2 separate regions of the Capsicum annuum genome follow, and region 1 is linked to region 2. A link is a contact called in public Hi-C data. All regions are on one chromosome and are shown on one strand. Each heading gives the region's core, a stretch centred on a gene start, on an enhancer-like site or on the middle of the called end of the contact. The rest is flanking DNA. Distances are from core to core; before and after follow the strand shown. Region 1 holds the start of LOC107851198 (putative RNA methyltransferase At5g10620). Region 2 has its middle 17 kb from the start of LOC107849585.

What was found. Hi-C and Micro-C count contacts between places; a contact is called where the count stands out from the background.
Region 1: a Hi-C map of placenta shows a contact between it and region 2, with 3 times the contacts expected there. The contact joins the promoter of LOC107851198 here to the enhancer-like site in region 2. A contact is called at or near these places in 2 of 5 Hi-C or Micro-C datasets (leaf and placenta).

What each region holds. Positions count from the first base shown.
Region 1 is chr12:226,727,185-226,733,666 of UCD10Xv1.1, forward strand. It overlaps LOC107851198 (putative RNA methyltransferase At5g10620), which reads right to left and starts at 2,929. Exons shown (of 8, transcript XM_016696137.2): 1 at 2,509-2,929; 2 at 2,267-2,304; 3 at 1,215-1,357. The coding sequence starts at 2,560.
Region 2 is chr12:226,672,892-226,680,072 of UCD10Xv1.1, forward strand. No RefSeq gene overlaps it. Among protein-coding and RNA genes, the nearest start is that of LOC107849585, 17 kb to the left of the region's middle. Within about 2 kb of position 2,865, at least 5 of the 5 cell types and tissues checked have an H3K27ac peak or open chromatin away from gene starts, as enhancers often do. A contact at or near this core is called in leaf, where this site is marked.

The DNA of each region.
Region 1 (6,482 bases), core at 1,679-4,178, 54 kb after region 2:
GTTGAAGTCTCACTGTCTTCGGAGCTAATGCATTGGAGTGCTCGTGCCATGCGCATACTGATTCCAGTAGGGACATTGGAATATCTGTAAATAATTCTAATGTAACGATACGGAATTATCGAACCACCTAATGTTTTAATTTGTTTTTGGAGGGTGCATTCACTTCAAGTTCTTAATGATAAGTGAATTGGACCACCACGTCTGGCTTTTCATTATGACAGATAAATTCATTCTGATTGAGTTTCAAAGGCAGGCTATAGAACTCGGAAATAATGTGCCCGCCCCCTTTATCATTACAACAATAACAACAAAAGCTCAAAAAAACTCTAAGGTCCGTTGGGGCATTAAGCACAACGCGCAAATAGAACGTGGGATTTAATGAAAAAGGTTCAGCGGGAGAAAATTTACAAATACATATATTTTAGTCCAAGAGTAGCAGTATAAGCTTGAATTCTTTTTTTTGTTTGTTTTTTGATAACCGTGGTGTCCGAGCCAGCTTGCGCGCACCTCGACTAAATCCACGGGATACCTGCCACCTCCCACCACCAACAGGTACCAGGTAACTCTGTCCACCAAGGCTAGAACAGATGAGAAAAAAACACCTAGTGTATGACAGATATATGAACAAATAAATTAAAGAAAAAATTACGACAAAATGAAATATCAATTGTTTAGTATCGCCTCTTCTGAAGAGGCTTATTGACAAGGAAAAGTATGCTTTAGAACCTTGATGACAACACTGAAGCGCCCATTAATACGACACAAAGCGCTCAACGCGTTTTGAGCCTCATTTCAAGTCTAAGCGCACCAACACTGCAACATACCAGTATAGTCTCACAAAGCGAGATCTAGGGAGGATGAGGTGTTATTTTGAGATTGACTGGTCGTTGTTATTTTGTTGGAAGGTCCAATCACTTCAATATCTTAATGCCTAAGCAAAACGACCACAAAATCTAGCAGTGGAAGAACCAAGATTCACACTAAGGGGGTTCGAAACACGAGAGAAGTAAACGCCCGAAAAATGCAAAAGGGGTTCAGCGTCTACTATATATGCATAAAAAATAATGTTACAATGTAAACAGTGCCAATGCACCCCCTCAACCCTACCTGGCTCAGCCCCTAGTCATTTAGTGTTGAACAAAGACCATAACTCACAAATTTTCACCAATTTCCAATTGAAATATACCAAAAAGAAGGACAACATTTCAACATACCGTGCATTTTTAGGATTAGACTTGATGCGAACATCATCAACACTACAATAATGCCTTAGCTTCTTCATGTACTCATCAACTATTAACTGCACTCCTTGTGACCGCTTCTTTCCAACAGTTAATATGCGTATAGGTATTGCTCTCTGTATCAAAACCAGCAAAAAAAAAAAAAATGCAACCTTCCGTTTGTATAGATAAATTCAAGAATCTAGAAGGGCAGCCCAGTATTCTAAAGTTCCCGCTATATGCGGAGTCCGAGGAGGGCCAGACCACAAGGGTCTATTTTAGCAGCCTTATGCGAGAGCCTCCTTCCATGGCTTGAACTCATTACCTCCTAGTCACACGACACAACAAATTCAAGAATCTAAATGGCAGCCCAGTATACTAAAGTTCCCGCTATATGCAGAGTCCGGGGAAGGGCCAGACCATAAGGGTCTACTGTTAGCAACCTTATGCGAGAGCCTCTTTCCACCGCTTGACCTCATTACCTCCTAATCACAGACACAACTAATTCAAGAATCTAAAAGGGCAGCCCAATATACTAAACTTCCCGCTATATGTGGAGTCCGGGAAGGGCGAAACCACAAGGTCTATTGTTAACAGCCTTATGCGAGAGCCTCTTTCCACCGCTTGAACGCATTACGTCTTAATCACACGACACAATTAATTCAAGAATCTAGAAGGGCAACCCAATATACTAAAGTTCCCGCTATATGTGGAGTCCAGGGAGGGCCAAACCACAAGGTCTATTGTTAGCAGCCTTATGCAAGAGCCTCTTTCCACGGCTTGAACTCATTGCCTCCTAGTCACATGACACAACAAATTCAAGAATCTAAAAAGGCAACCCGGTGCACTAAAACTCACATTATGTGTGGGTCCGGAAAAGGGCTGAACCACGAAGGTCTATTGTACGCAACCTTACTTTGCATTTCTAATAAAGTTATTTTCATGGCTTAGACAATTAACCTCCTAGTCACACGAAAACAAATTCAAGAATCTCTTTAGCTTACTTTTAAGGGGAAAAAAAAAAGAGAGAAATGAAGTAACTTTACCACTGATTGGCCAGTGAATTTGGACTGTTGCTGCTTTCCTTGAGATATTCGAAAAAATAAAATTAAAACCCAAAATACACACTAAAAAAATGTATAAGATGAATTAACTTAAATAATTGTTTATCCAATCGCTTAAATTAAAAAATAGCTTAAAGAACATGTATATTAATGTATAATTTATGTATACCGGCTAAAATAAATTAATTTATGTAAAAATAAAAAAGAAACTAAGATTGAGGAACCTGAAGGAAGTGAAAGCTTGGAGTTGAGACTGGCTACATGAAACACTGCCATTTTTGCTGAACAAATTGAATTTTATTTATCTTATCTAATAAGCTTTAATATGCAGAAAATTTTGCAGCTGAATTTTTTGAGTTTTTTCAAACTAAGAAAAAAAAAAGTTAGTTGGGTTTTTTCAATTTTTCAGGTGGAAAAGGTCATATTTACCCTCTACAAAAACAAAAATATAATCATTATTAGCCTCGCAACAATAAAGATTCAAATTGGAGTTCGAGTCAATCCAAACTAGCATCGAGAAGTCCTCTATTGGAGATAAAATATAAATCTGAATTTACACCGAGAAGTTCTATATTGTGAGGTAAAACACTTCTTAATAAACGCGACTACGTACCCAATTCACTACTTTTATAAAATAATTTATTTTTAGGAAAAATTACATATATGCATAAGATAACAATTAAGTATTATATAAAATTTCAAATCCTCAAAATAATTACAAAAATCCCTTATTAATTACATAAAATACCTTGAATTTACTCTTTCTCTCTCATCCCCTCTTACATATCAACATACCATATTTTACTCCTTTTTTTGTGCACCGGTTTTTGCTCCGTTAGTGCACTCCCTACGTCTATTTTCAAGCATACGTGATTTGGGAGTTTCAAATTTTTTAAATTTCATGAACTATCTGAACAAAGTGATTAACCTCATCTTCTTCTACAATTAAATCTGAACAAAGTGACACTTGTTTCTCTGGTTTCGTTGAATCACTTCTGTCAGTTGCAGCTTGGTGAAAAAGTTTGATGTCTGCATCTATTCCATTAAGTTGTCCATCAAAATGATGGGCCAAAAAAGTCAAGCCCACACCATTACTTTGTGGGTCATGGGCCTCACGGGCCAACCCACTTTTAAAAAGATAATATTTTAGAAATTAATTTTAAAATGTTAATAAACATAAATATTATCAGACAATATTATATAGTGTTAATACTTGTTAATCAAGTCTCCAACACCCCCAAAAAATACTCCTAATAGCAAAATTAAATAACTTTTTACATGATATCCTTCAAACCAAATAAAAATACTAATAAACAATTTAAATAGTTGCATGTATTTGACTTACGAACCGACCCACGGGCTAGCCCAACCCACATTGCTCAAGCCCCACGGGCCACGAGCTTATTCGGGCAAAGCTAAAAAGCTTTATTCTTAAATGAGCTGCAAAAACTGAAGCCCAACTCCATCAAATCACACGCTGGATTGAGCCTGGACCATATTGACGACTCTATATAGGAAACTACTATTTTTAGTTACCAATGTTTTTTATACATTTAATATATTGCAATTACGATGAAAACTAATATATTAAAACAAATTATAAATATGTATCTTATGTATAGGAAAATAAATTATGGTATATATATATATATATTATGGTAATGTTTAAAGATATTTTTTGAATTTGAATTTTATTTATGAAAGAAAAAATTATGGTGATGTTTAAGGATATTTTTTGAATTTGAATTTCAGTTACTATTTTTAAGCATCCAATAAATCAGAAGAGTTAATTAATTTCGTTAATGAAGCAATAGAATCATCTTATCTGATTTTTCTTTCCATAAATATAAGCTAAACAGATTTCTCATACATTAAAGCAACATATGAGGGTCAACAATATGTATATGTATTTTACCAAAATCGGGAGAGAGAAAGTCATCTAAGATTTATGTAAATACTTTCATTATATATATACAAGTTAACAATTAAGTATTATATAAAATCCCAAATCCTCAAAGTAATTACAAAAATCCCTTATTAATTACATAAAATACCTTGAATTTACTCTTTCTCTCTCATCCCCTCATACATATCAAAATACCATATTTTGCTTCTTTTTTGGGGAAAAGACGTCGTTTCCACCCCAAACTATACAAGAAAAGTCTAAGTCACACCTAAACTATCGAAGTGACCTATTACACACCTAAATTATATAAAAGTGATATTATTACCTCCCCAAGACACGCATGCCCAAGTTTAATGAGTGGAGTGCACTCCACTCGCCCTCTTGTGATGCCACATGTCTAATCTAATTTTTCTATTTTATTAAAAACCTAACCCGACCCTATTGCTATTTTAACCCATCTAACCCAACCCGACCCAACTCTAATATTTTATCCTAACCCGATGAAAATGAAAGGCCAAACGAAAAGTCAATCTGATGAGAGTAAAAATTAAAATCTGATAGAAGATTCTTCACCCCTCTTTTCTTTTAATTTTTTTAGGACATTTAAATCCGATAGAAGAGATAAACAATAATTTTGATGTGTTTTTCATTGTTGACAAGCAAAAATTAATTTTATCTCTTTTTATTTGAAGTTGATTCGATTGATTTCAACAGAGGTGGTATGATCTAGGATAAACGCTAAGGGTTACGATCGTTTATGTAGGAACTACTAATTTTCAGTTAAAAGGTTAGCTTTTTCGTTCCTAAATATAGTAGATCTAGTATTTATTTTCGTTCCTAAATTAGATCTAGGATTTTTTGAGTTAGAATTTTGCCGTCTTTAATCTGTCCAAATTAATTTATTTTAGTTTATTTAGATGCTCAATATGTGATAATATAACACGTGACATTTATAATTGTTCGATTTTACTAGGGTTTTGAACTAGGAATTTTTGTTGTCTTTAATTTATCTTCAAAATTAATGTGTTGTAGTTTGTTTATGTGCTTTAATGTGTAACAATATGAGTTGTGGGGCTTATTTTGTGTATATGGTTCAATATGTGATAAATAACCTGTGAGACTTGTAATTATTGCATAAATACTATAATTTTTTTCTCGTGTACTGTGAGACTTGTATCTTTATTGTATTTTTGTGGTCAATGATTTCAGATTTATAAAATGAGTTTTAAACTGATCACTTTGAGATTTTACCATGATGAAGAACTTAATAAGGGTAAGGTGAAGGAAAAAAAAAAGAAAAAGATATGAGGGTGGACAAGTTATTGAATTTTTAGATGTTGATGTAGATAGGTTGTCTTATTTTGAATTTAAGAATTATGTAAGGTATTTAGAGTATGATCCGGAACAATGCTTACTATATGTTAGACTGCCTAAGTGTTTTAATTTAAAAGAAATTAGGTCAGACAAGGACATAATTGAAATTTCAAAGAAATGGGGTAATGGACAAATTTTGAAAGCTTTTGTGTGTCACATGATTGGTGAACCTAAGTTGGCCCCACCTTTTTTAGAATTTGTAAGTGATGGGGAAAGGCATGTGGAGGGAGAAAGTACTATGTCTTTTAATAAAGACATTGAAAATGACATTGGGAGTGTTGACAGGGCATCTAAAAATAGTGAAAATGCCCCTCCTTTTGACCAACCTACTGCTCATACTTCTTGTCCTCCTACTGTCCAACCTACTGCTTATAGTTCTTCTCCTTCTTTTGTCCAACCTACTGCTTATGCTTCTTCTCCTCGTACTGTCCAACCTACTACTCATGTCTCTTCTCCTATAGATGCTGCTCCTTGTAGTTCTACTACTGCTCTTACTAATTCTACTGCTGCTCCTAGTAGTTCTACTGTTGCTTCTACTAATTCTACTGCCGCACCTTCTGAATCTGTTGTAGATTCAGATGTAGAATCTATTGATGGAAGTGTAGAGATTGAGAGTGATGTGAATGGATATGTGGATAAAGAGTTAGGAGGTCTTAGGTAAGAAAAGAGGAAAAGAAAGAGAAGAAAGAGGGGAGAGAGACCAGTAATTCCTGAATATGTTAAGTTAGGAACTAGAAGAAAGGGACCAGATACTGGCTATGATGAATCTGTAGGTGGTGATACAAATAGTTTGGAGGGTAAGTTAGCTGGTCATGAACCTTTTTACCCATCAGATGAAGCTACCAGCTTTGAAACTGATTCAGATGATGTAACTGATACAAGAATTACAAGGACAACACGAAACACACTTCAAAATCA
Region 2 (7,181 bases), core at 1,615-4,114:
AAGTGATAATGTGATTGATTTATTCACCACGTCTCTTCCAACTGCAACTTTCAAGAAGATGATGTACAAGATCGGGATGCAAAAGTTCATTGATGTTCTCATCAGGGGGAGCAAATACGCGTTGTACTATTTTTTCCTTTCAAGGTTTTATCCCACTGGATTTTCCTTGTAAGATTTTTAATAAGGCAACCGAAATGCATATCATTAGAGCTGTGTACTCTTTTTCTGTCACTAGATTTTTTTTCACTGAATTTTTTTAGTAAGATTTTAACGAGGCACATTATCTATCAATTAGACATTCAATGGGGAATGTTATGAATGTATTTACATTATAGTGAATGTCTATCAAGTATATAGATAAGATCTAACTAGATCTATAAGATCTAGTTGATATCTATTAGGATTTAAAATATCTGTCTTTTAGTCAGAAACTAGGAGTAAATTTTTCATATAAATAGAGGGGTTTTATTCATTGTAAATCATCCTCAAAATGTCAAGAGAATCCCTCAAGAGAAATAAGAATTACTATCTGTTCTCTCTCTACTCTTCTTCTTTATTATTAAATATTTCATAACAAATAGTATTTAAAAGGAAGTTACGAATAATAAAGTTTACATCAAATCAATAGAAGCAAGATAAATGACTTTTATTATGCAAAGTTATCACTTCATTAACATATAATTAGAGAAGAAAAGGAGTTACTAGAAAAAGTGTAATGATTTAATTTGATTAAAGTGTTGATTTAAGTTTGAACCCTCACATGTTATGTTTATATTGATCGGACAAGGATGGTCTATACCCAAAAAAAAATAAAAAATAATAAAAAAAATAAAAAAAATCATGTGCAATGCCATCAATTTTTGAACCTCATGCCCCTTCTTGCCAAAGTTGAAAACACACCACCAACGATGTGGTGCAGCGGATGGGGCTGCTCCTTCCTTAACTAGAGGTCTCGGGTTCGAATTTTGGGTATGAAAAAATCCTTGGTAGGAAGCGCTTCCTCCCGAATGGGGCCCTATCCGGCGCGAATTCGAATTAGTCGGACTCCAATGCGGGTACCAGACACCAAATGAAGAATCAAAAAAATAATTGAAAATAGTGTTCGGAGTAAGTACTACTACTATTAATTACTCCCTTCATTTCAAAATAATTAAATTATTGTAATATTTTTAAATGGTTAAAATAATTGAATTGTTCATTATTCAAGATACTTGTTGAATTTTTTTTTTTCAGTTTTACCTTTCATTAACTACATTTTTAGGTTGAGTTGCAAGAGACTTAATTTTCTTGAAAGTTTTTTTGATTAATGTGGCTTAGATTTTCATTGACTATGACAGTTCATATCTTTCCATCTTTTCTCATTCATCTTCATATCAAATTTGAGAAACAAAACTTGAAATAGAGTTAAGAGATTTTATGAATTTTGATTTAGAAGATTCGATTGAAATAGTTCACGATACTATCATAAATGAAGATTAGATTGAAATAATTCAGGACACGATCATGAAAGACTCGGTTGAAAAAGTTCAAGACAGTATCGTTGAAGAGTCAATTGGAAGAGTTCATGACCCTATTGTTGATGAATAATTTGATTGAAATAGTTTAAATTGTTGAAGACTCAATTGAAATGGTTTGAGACACTAATACTGAAGATTAAATAAGGATTATATTATAAATTTATCTTTTTAAATCTAATTAGAATAATTTAAGTAAGTATTGAGAGTTATTATCATGATTATTAATGCTTTGAAGTTTGAAAATAACGAAAAAAAATATGATTAATTTATTTCTTGCTTTTTTTTTTTAAAAAGAAATGTGTCATACCCCAATAATTGATGTATTTTGAAATAAAGGGAGTATTATTTTCATTAGTGTTAGGTCTTGAGTCGTCTTATGGTTGTTAAAATTTGAACTATATTACTCCTTTGAATAGTTAATTGTCCAAAATCCAACTGTTATTTATCATAGGCTCGATAAATTGTTGTTCTAATTTTTTTTTTTTTTTTAGCAAAATAGCTCGGTGGACTCTTATAATTGGTGTGCTTTGTAAAGTGGATACTTCTACTTAATCTTTTATCATCTAAACTCCCAACTCAATAAAACTCAATATTTTAAATCTTTTTCCGATGTGTGTAACACAACTGCCTCCACGTTAACTTCCACGTCACTTCTAAAATTACATTAAATTTCACGTCATTTTTAAAATGCTACATAAGAAATTAAATATTAAAATAAATTTAAATATATAATTTTTTTTATAAATTGTAGAAAAATTTAAATAATCATATTTTTATTTTTCTCACAAATTAAGCATCAAAATCATTCCAAATAATTAAAATTCCTCTCCAACTAATTTAAATTTTTAACTATAAATTTATATATACAAACATAATGAATTTTCGATTTTTAAATTTGAATATCTTTAACAAATTCACAAAAACTTTAAGTTTTTTCAAGCTTATTCATGAAATTCACTAATTTTTTCAATATATGTTATCACTAACTTTCAATTCAAATTTAAATTTTAATCCAAAAAAAATATTAAAAAATTTCAAACATAAATTTTAATAAAAAAAATGAAAGGATTTGAATTGAGAGAAAAAATTACAAAAATAAAATAAAAAGTGAGTTGTTTTTTTGGTTTGGAAGGGGGGGTGCTGGTGCGTTGGGGGGGTTTCTTTAGGGGGGGCTGGTGCATTGAGGGGTGGGGGGTTGGTTGCTGTGAAAGAAGGGGGCTGGGGAGGGCTGTAGGTGGATGGGGGCTGGTGCGTTGGGGGTGAGGGGTGGCTGGTGCGAATGAAGGGGGTGAGGGAAGGGTTGTAGGTGGTGCTGGGGAGGAGGCTAGGGGTGAGAGATGGGGTGGGGGTGCTGGATGGGGGTGCGGTGGGAGGTGAGGGGTAGGGTGGGGGGTGTTGAACGGAAGTTGGGCGGGGGGGGGGGGGGGGGGGGGGGGGGGGGGGTTGGGGGACTTTAAAACCTTTTTAGTTTTTTTTAATATTTATTATTTTTAAATTTTTAAAAATATTTTTAAATTAAAAAAGTTGTACCCCGCATTTAAAAAACACATGTAAACACGTGTTTTGCCAACTCAATAATTTAATGCCACATATGCATAAGAAGAGTTCAAAATATTATATTTTGATGGGTTGAGAGGTTCAAATGACAAATGGCTAAGTAGAAATATTCACTTTATAAATGGGAACAAGTACAGGGGTCCACCGAGCTATTTTGTCTTTTTTTTTTTAAATATGAAAATATTTTCAATACTGATAGGAAGGTACGGAGGATTCAGATTAGGATAAAGGGTTAGTGAGTAGGAGTGTTGTAGCAGGGAAGAGTGCTTTGTTTGTATGTGCGCTTGGAGTTTTTTGTTCGTGATGTTTTGGAGATGTATATGATTTTAGATAGATAGTTTATATTAGTACATGTCTTTTTTTTTATTATCTAGCAGTGTGTTATCCTATTTTGTTGTGTGCTTTTATGTTTTTTTTTTTTGTTATACTGTTATTTTTCTTGAGTTGGAATCTATCGAAAATAAACTCTCTACTTCATTTGAGATAATAATATAAATTACGTACACTTAACCTTTTCTAGGGAATGTACTGAATATGCTGTTGTTGTTTTTGACGACGACAACTCTTGTTACCAGTAAGGAGACTAACTAACTTTTTAAATTTAGACTAACTTTTGAATTAATATTTTCAAACGTTAATTCTTAATTTCTTTTTTTAATTTTCATTCAGTTTGTAAAATTTATTTTGGAGTTCGATTAATTTAGATTTTTATGATGAAGTTCTGCTTTGAAGGTAAAACCCTTAGTATTAAAGACAGTTTCACACTTAACATTAAAAATGAAGAAATAGTTACTACTCTATCACGACTTTTTATCTTTGATAGTAATTCCACCAATAGTCTATATTCAATGAACTTAATAGGTTTAACCCTAGTCTAATACTAGTATATTTATTTATGAGTTTGGCCAACTTGTTCTCAGCTTTATTTTTTCCCCTCCATAAAATTTAGCTACCCCCATTATCACTGCATTAAATTCTGGTCCCAAAATGCGAAAAACGAGTTAATTCCATAACTGTTCAAGTTCAATGAATCTAAGCTTTTCCTTTTAAAAATAAAAAATAAAAAAATTTATAAATCTTTATTATTTTTTCCTTTTAAAATTTTAATTATGGAATTCTGAGTTGAAAAATTAAAAGTTAAAATTAATAAATTGCTAACCCTCTAAACTTATCAACATGGGTTGTGGTGCAGCGGATGAGACTGCTCCACCCTTAACCTGAGGTCGAGGGTTCGAGTGTGGGCATGGAGAAAACTCTGTTGGGAGGAGTGCTTTCCCCTGAATGGGGCTCTACGCGGCGCGAATTCGAATTAGTCGAACTCCAATGTGGATACCGAACACTGGATAGGAAACCAAAAGAACCCTCTAAACTTATCATTTCATCTGCAGTTTTACGTACTCGAACCAAATCACGTTTCAATGGAATATTTTAATAAGTGCTTAATTAAACACTTTCAAATCAAATTTCGAAAAAAAAATATGTGTATTTTTATTCGTCTATTAAATACTCCCTCCATTTCATATTAGTTGGCCCCTATGGATTTGACACACTCATTAAGAAAATATTAAATAGGAGGTTTATTTTACCAAATTAACCTTTTTAATTATGCTTTACAAATATAAATGTGAGTAAATACACTTTGTTTAGTTATTTAGTGTTAAGGGTATTATTGAAAGAACATAGTAAAATTTTCTCGATTTCATCAAAGGGGCAACTAAACTGAAACAATTATTTTTAGAAAGAGGACCAACTAAAATGAAATGGAGGCAGTAATTAAGTTAATCACATAAAATAAGTCATCTTCTTTAATTATACACATCAACCTGATCAAGTAGAAAACACCTGGGTTTTACAACTAATTGAGGTAAAAGGGGTGATCTTGTGGTTCTTGGTCTGTGAGATGCTTTGTTAGGTGCTCCATTTTATTTTTCCATTGACGCCAAATGTAAACTTTTGCTCGAGAGATAGGTGTCCATACACTGATAAGGGATGTATGGATTCTCGATAAGAGAAGAGTTGTGGAGGTTCATTTCGGACCGCCTGAGAGAATCAAAAGTTGGATCAATATTGGATCTCACCCGAATCGCCCCATCTATCCTCTTGAGGAGGAGTTTGGCTTCAAATTCCGATTCGAACAGGAGGAGTACGTCATGCTAATATACCTTGAATAATCCACATCTCACGATCAAGCGCCGATGAGCACATTAAACTATCCATATGACTGATAGCCCTCATAGCCAGACACAGTAACGCAATTATCAGGGACGCGCTTTACCACTAAGCCAATAGCTTGCCAAAAGTGAGAGAAACGCCATTCCTCTCTTTCCTTTTTCTCGCCCGCATGTCACCACGTGGGGAAGCATGAGACGTAAAAAAGGAGGTTGTTTAACTACCTAATAGATGAACAATAATATACGTACCAAAAAAAAACTGAAAGTGTCTAATTGAAATATTTTATGAGAAGTAAGTGTTTAAGAACATAGCTTATTTCAATTGTGTAAATAAAATATTGTGATAAATTAAAAAAATAGACTATGTATTAATCATAAATATTATTTGTACTGTTCTTTCATATCATGTAAGCATGCCACTAACATTTACATATATGAACAAATATATTGACTCACTCAAATGTCAAATATTGAAAAATATAATAAAACAATAAGAAGTACTTAAGAAATATTAAAATATTATTTCCCCGTGCAAGGCATGACTTTGATCTTTGATGAAATTAGGTGAATTGGTTTCTTTGGCATGACCTTTAATTTAGTGGAAAATTAGGTGAAATTGGATTATGAAACTTAATTATACAACAAGTTCCTTACCACCATTCTTTAAGGAAAAATGAAACTAGAATAAAATTGTGGCATTAGTTATAAAATTTTATCAAGAAATTTTAGTAGTCCAGGTAACTGACTATCTGAAGTTTTATTTTATTGATTAAGTGCACAATTTGTATACAAGAAATTTATATTTTACAAAATCTATAGAAGTATATCAAATATATTATAATTGCATCTACTAATATTATAGACATAAAAAATTTATGGGACTGTACAAGATGAGTCAAATCGTGTTAGGTTTCTTGAAGACTACTCTATCGTACACGGTACTTGGAGGATACTCTATATAAATCGTACATTACGTCTATTTAAAGAGTAGTGTTGGGGAATGTGAGGTTTTGATGATGGTCAGATGAATGAAACATGTTGTGCAAGCTGTTCCACACAAGTGAATCTACTGGTGCTCACATGAACTACCTGTTGAAGTTGATGCAAGGCTGACAATGCATTAGGACAAAAGTGGATAAGCAAAGAAACTCAAAATTGTTTCAAATACTACGATTAAGGAGAAGATAAATGCAGCATCTAGAAGTTGAGTTGATTAAGGAGTTCTACAAGACTAAGGGATAAAGGAGAAGAGTCCTACTCAATCTAGGAGAGAGAGACGGCAGCAACAAAGGAGTGAAACTACCTGCGAGTCTTATTGAAGATAGAAGAGTACATCAACTAAAGGACTCTATCAGGAGTTGACTGAAATAGAACAAACGACATTCAAAGTATTTCACTGATGCACTGAAAAGATAGTCAACAATCAGCAAATCAGTTCTACAATTTGAAGGAGCTATTAGAGCAACCTGGTCATTTACTTAGATTCATAGACTTTGTGTAATAGGTTGGTCATTGAGTCATATTGAGTTGTAATCTCTAGTCTCAGTGAAGTATAAACTGAGTTAGGATTAAACGTCTTCAAGATGGGGAACTTGAAGACTTGGGAACACTTGAGAAGATTTGTGTTTTTGTAGAAATAGGAGTTAGAAGTTTTAATTCCTAGTTTACAAGAAGTCTTGTGATTTGTTGATTGTTGAGGCTCAAGTGATATAGTGAAGTTGGGGTTAAATCCTGTAGAGGTATAGGTCGTGGTTTTTTACATCTTTCTTGATCCGGGTGTTTTCCACGTAAAAATATTGTGTTTAAGTTTTACTTTTGAGAACCACGTTAGCTTACTTGTTTCACTGATAGGCAACTAGTAGAGTCTAATATTAAAACTAGTAGGGCTCGCATTTCTTAACAAATGGTATCAAAGCGAGGTTGTCTTAAATAATGT